Linked DNA regions of Gossypium hirsutum: region 1 is linked to region 2. A link is a contact called in public Hi-C data. All regions are on one chromosome and are shown on one strand. Each heading gives the region's core, a stretch centred on a gene start, on an enhancer-like site or on the middle of the called end of the contact. The rest is flanking DNA. Distances are from core to core; before and after follow the strand shown. Region 1 holds the start of LOC107886614 (spermidine synthase 1). Region 2 has its middle 12 kb from the start of LOC121220272.

Evidence for each region. Hi-C and Micro-C count contacts between places; a contact is called where the count stands out from the background.
Region 1: a contact with region 2 is called in a Hi-C map of leaf, with 1.7 times the contacts expected there. The contact joins the promoter of LOC107886614 here to the enhancer-like site in region 2. A contact is called at or near these places in 6 of 34 Hi-C or Micro-C datasets (cotyledon, leaf and seedling).

Annotation. Positions count from the first base shown.
Region 1 is chrA03:99,550,184-99,552,966 of Gossypium_hirsutum_v2.1, reverse strand. It overlaps LOC107886614 (spermidine synthase 1), which reads right to left and starts at 1,472. Exons shown (of 9, transcript XM_016810639.2): 1 at 1,068-1,472. The coding sequence starts at 1,272. It overlaps LOC107886615 (a long non-coding RNA gene), which reads left to right and starts at 1,480. Exons shown (of 2, transcript XR_001680806.2): 1 at 1,480-2,130; 2 at 2,752-2,783.
Region 2 is chrA03:99,464,903-99,467,623 of Gossypium_hirsutum_v2.1, reverse strand. No RefSeq gene overlaps it. Among protein-coding and RNA genes, the nearest start is that of LOC121220272, 12 kb to the left of the region's middle. Within about 2 kb of position 1,328, at least 5 of the 9 cell types and tissues checked have an H3K27ac peak or open chromatin away from gene starts, as enhancers often do. A contact at or near this core is called in cotyledon and leaf, where this site is marked.

The DNA of each region.
Region 1 (2,783 bases), core at 223-2,722, 85 kb before region 2:
TTTTTCTTCTCAGATACTAAATAAAAAGAAAGTATCATTTCAGTGAATTATTATGCTACTTCCTCCCTTACATCTTTCTTAATTTCAAGTAACCTACAAAGCCTACTGCATGGAAACCCCCGTGCACACTAAAAAGACCCTAACTTGCAAAAGTAACACCAGCCTCATACTCCACAACTTTCACAGTAACTACTATGAAAGAACCCATAAATCCAAGAATCAAAATTGGAAGCAATGGATTAACACATTGAATTATGAATGAATATAGATCAGACGTCGCTATTAAACTAATAGTACACACTCCCAAATAAGAAAAATACACACAAGTGACAACATGCAAGCAGTATGCACTTCGAGATGTCAATCATATAAACAAGCAAATGTGCACAAAGAAGCGTAAACGCTTAACATTCAATGAAAATGTAGTTAACTAGAAGTTAGACATATAAAAATAAAGCTTTTTTTTTCCTTTTCCTTTTTCACTATAAAGAATCACAAACAGACCCACTACACAAGCAGAAATGACAACCAAGTTACATGAGATGTCCAAAATAAAAACATCCTCAATATGGGAGATGGGACCATTTGAGAACCCCTTTTTTCCCTAAAGAAGAGCCAAAAACAGAAAATATCAGATAAGAACGCACATCAGAAGTGACGAATAAAAGGGGGAACGAAGTTGAAAAGAACCCAACCCATGAATTCAATCAAAATAAGTAACGCCCTTAGATGGAACCAATATCTTACACAATCAAAATAAGCACAATAAAATAAAATAAAATAAAATAATTTTTTTTTCATTCAAATCAGTTGAAAGCCAAATAAAAAGCACAGAAACTTGTTCACCCATAATCTAAAACAAATCTATAACCATAAAAAATATAAATAGATTAAAACATGCATCGAAAATCATAAAGGAAAAAAACCCAGATTTAAGAAAAAAGCCCTCTTTGGAATCGAAGCAGAGAAAGAAAAAAAAACAACACTTTACATTCTTTTCTCCAAAAGGAAACGTAAAGAAAAGATTAGGAGAAATAATGGGGAATTAGGAGAGTTGAAAAACGAACCAGGCCACATTGGGCTAATCTCAGAGAACCATCCAGGAATAACAGAGGAAATCCCATCAGCTTCCTTGGAAGTATTATTGGTATCAGCTTCCATTTCCATGGCAACAGCAGCAGCAGCAGAAGAGACCCCGTTTTCTTCGTCTTCCCTGGGCCTTTTAACGGGCAAATCAGCACAACTTACAGGGGCACCGCTCTCTTCTGCCATTGAGACACCTATTTGTTTCTGTTTTAGAAATACAAAAAAAATTGGGAAAAAAGACCTAAAAAGAATCGGAAAATAGAAAATCTCGGGTTGGCTGGATACAGGTCACTGAAAGATAAAAAGAGGCCACACTAGCTTGGTCTTTGGTCTTGCTTTATAGTAGCATCCAGACGCCTGTTGCTGTAAGGGCTGGGCTGTTTAGGCCTTCGCCAAATAATATATTAGTATAATATAAATTAAAAAGCAGAAAAAAAAAGAATATTTGAGGAAGAAAAATCAAAATTTCAATTTATATCGTCATATATGGATTACGAAGAATCTGCTTGCAAACGACGCGTCTTTTGTGTGTGGACTGAGATTGTGACTTGTGAAGTTGTGATTTTCTTCCTCCTTTTTACTTAATTAATAATTAGGGTCGGTTTGATAGGGGGAAAATATTTTTCGGAATTAATTTTCCCCATTTTTCAGTGTTTGATTGGAGGAAAATATTTTCCTCACGTAAAATCAATTACAAACACGGGAAAAAGAAGCTTTTAATTTTGGAAAATGTCTTACCGATTTGGAATTAGTAAGACATTTTCCGATTTTTCCAGCGTTCTCCCTTCTCTACACTCTTGTTCTCCCTTCTCCTCTCTACACCGATCTGGTTTCGTTCTCCCGTTCGTTCTCCCTTCTCCCTTTCGTTCTCCCTTGATTTGGTTTCGGGCTCCTTTTCCCCCTTGATTTCTTCTTCTTTTTATAAATTGATTTGGGGATTTTCTGCTTGTTTTTGTCTGAGATCTTGCTTGGGTTTTCTGCTAGTTTGGTTGTACTGTTTGGCTTGTCTTGGGCAGACTTTCTTCACAGACTTGCTTTAGAAAGGTATATTTTCTTCTCCATAGTTTTGTGAATCGGTTTCTTGTCCATAGTTAGAAAGATTTTGGCCCCTGTTTATGTTAAATGTCACCTCTGCTCTCACTGATCTGTGCGTGCTTTTTGTTTGATTTTAAGTGTATTTTTAGCAGATCGAAGCTTGTTTCGCTGTTTTTTATCAAAGTGTTTTTTTTCTTTTAATTTTCGGTTTTTGATCGAAATTCTGTGTTTTTCTGTTTGTTTGTCACTATCTCGTTTACTAACTGTTCATGCAATTCTTAAAGAGTATTATATCATAATGGATTCTTTTTAAGTCTCTGTTTGGTTGATAGGAAAATTCTAGAATTATATGAAAAAAGAAATGCAAATTTAAGTTTCGTTCAGAAAATGATTTCTACTTCGATTTTGTTTTATTATTCTGTTTTGCACGTTCTATTTCGTGCAATGCTTCATCGTATCCATATTATGTTACTCGTACTCAGATTTGTATATATGTATATGCATCTAATAATAATATGTTCAAAGAATTACAACATTTGATGTTGAAGAACAAGGAATTAGCTTCTTCATTTTCTTTTTTTTTTTTGGTTTAAGTGATTCTGTTTTAAGTATATGTTTTACCTTCTGCAGCCATTTCATATCTTTCAAGCCTTCCTTCCCAA
Region 2 (2,721 bases), core at 79-2,578:
AAATTCAAATACCACAAGAGATGGAAATTAAATGGAAGGCTAATTTTTTTTTTGTAAAGTTAGAGGGCAAAAATTTTGAAAAAAAATTACTCATATTAATTTCTATGGAAATTTCAATAAATTTTCTGGTTTTAAGTTTGGTAGAATTTTGGTTTTCAATTTAAGAGGGAGAAATAAAATAATTCAGAGGAAGAAATTAAAAAGAATTTTGAATTTTATGATGAACCATAAAATAGAATGATTTTAATTAAAGTTTAATTTGATAATAGGAGTTTTAATTACTTGAATTGATTTATTTAGATAGATACAGATAGCAACCATGGCAGATCGAGGTTGAGATCTCATTTCGGCAACTTGAATCCGACCAACGTCTTATCTGACAATTCAACTTCCTAACGCATCTCCATTTTTTTCCCTTTATTTTATTTAGAAAAACATGTTGATTTTTAAAATATTAAATGTGCAATATTTGTTTGAGAGGAGAAAAAACCATTCTATATTGATTAATCAACTGTTCACGGTGGCTCAAATAAGTGAGGGTTTCCGTCCTTACTCCTTTTGGCAACGACGGTATGCGGAGGAGAAGTCGGGGCCTGGTACGGCCAAACACCTAAAATAAAAAATTTTCTATTTAGGTTTTTTTATAATTTATAAAATTTTAAATTAGTAATAATAAAATTATACTTTAATCCCTCTTAAAATAATAAAAAATTAATTTAATCTTTTAAAATTATAAAAATATAAACTATTAAAATAATAAAATTAGATTTTTACTTTTATAAAAATATATAATTTAATTCTTATCAAAAAAAAAAATTGACTTCACCGTAGATGGTATATTACAAGCAGATTTGCTTCTTTGAGTTTTGTGTTTGACTTTTGTAAGATTGGTTTCAAGCTTATTGATTGTTCCTTTAATTTATCTTGTATTAATTGAACACTTGTATGAAACTTAACCTTTTCTTGCTTGTTATCCTTTTTTTAATAGAAAATCTCATGACCAAAAAACAAAAACTTTTTTACTTTTTTTTTTTTTGAGTTTTACTCATTCTTGTAATATCATGTTTATAATTCATACTAAGTATTTTAATATTTAGGTAAATATTAGGTTTTCTTTGTATTAATATATCAAATAACCAAATGAGGTATTTTTTTTAAAATTTTAAAATATGATTTTCTTTTTTGAGAACTTTTTCCCTTATGGAGAAAAGAAATAGAATATATGCTGTAAACTTTAATTTTGGTAAAGCATGGGGCATGGGTGGCACTGTATAGATATTTGTACACATAATATAAGGTAGCAAATATCAACGTCTACAGCTTATTGCTCTTTTTTATTATTTTGTGAAGTATATTGTTTTACACGTAGCCGGCTAGCTCTAGAAAACCAACATCTGAAGTGTGGTAAGCAAGCAAGATGAAAGTTGAATTGAGTCCACCGTAATAACTATTTTAACTTTTCAAGTTCTTTTATTTTGGTTATTAAAAAATATCCTTTTAATTTAGTTATCAATGTTAAAAAAAATTAGTTGCTCAATTACCCTTAACAAACATTAAATATTTAACGTTTAATTGATTAAAATTATATTTTTTTACAATAATAATTCAATTAAAAAGATATTTTTTAAGTAATCAAAATAAAAACCCCCAATTAGGTTGTGTACCTAATAACAATAATAATATTCCACTTATACAGGTTGTGAAAAGAACCGATGGTGTTCGGTCAAAATCCCAAAAAGAAGGAAGGTGATGGATGGATGGATGGATGGATGGATGGATGAGTTTACGTGGGCGGCGTAATTTGGCACGGGGGTTTTCACACTTTGTAAGTCCATCATCAAATTAAAATGATGAGCTTCCAAGAAATTAGAGACTGGCAGTCAGGTGAATCACACGCAAGAAAAGATCCATTTGCCATGCAACTGTTGATGATGATGCCGATTTTATTTTTAATTATTATTCAAAAGTAGTAAGTTTCCACGACAACCAACTCTGACAAAGTCAAATGATATATCTATCCCCTACCACCAAAGCGTAGCAACCAACTCCTCCACTGACTGCTGTCCTTTATTCTTTTTTGGTCGGCAAATATGAGAGGGGGTCCCTCAACATGGGTTTGATTGCCTTCTTTTTCACTTTCTTTTCTGCACTTGCCTCTCCTCTATTATTCTTTTTCTATGGTCGGTTCAATTTATTGCAATTGTGCCATTTAGATTTTAGGTTTTTCTTCACTTATTTTGACAAACAAACAAAAAAAAAAACAAACTCTTGAGCATTATTTGATAATGTATCACAGTTTTCGATTTAATTTGATTTTTTATTTTTTAAATTTATTTTTCTTAGATTTAATTTTGACAATTTAAAAATTTCTCGAAAACTCAGTATTATTGTTATAGATATTATAGATTATTATGTTGAGGCATAATATATTTAAAATTTTGTAAAAATACCACAAAACTCTCTATACCATATCACAAATTGTATTTTAGTTTTTCTATTAAAAAAGGTAAATTAGAGTGAAGAAAACAATTATTCTTCTAAAATTGCACCTAAATGTTTGTTTTGATATTTATATATAAATATAATAATAAATTTAACCCTTGATATTTACATATATTCACCAATTTTTAAATTCTATATTTTTTAGCAATATTAGTAGTCCAAATCTTCCTGTTGTGCAATTTTCAATTATTTCATATATTATTTCAAGTACAAAGCTAT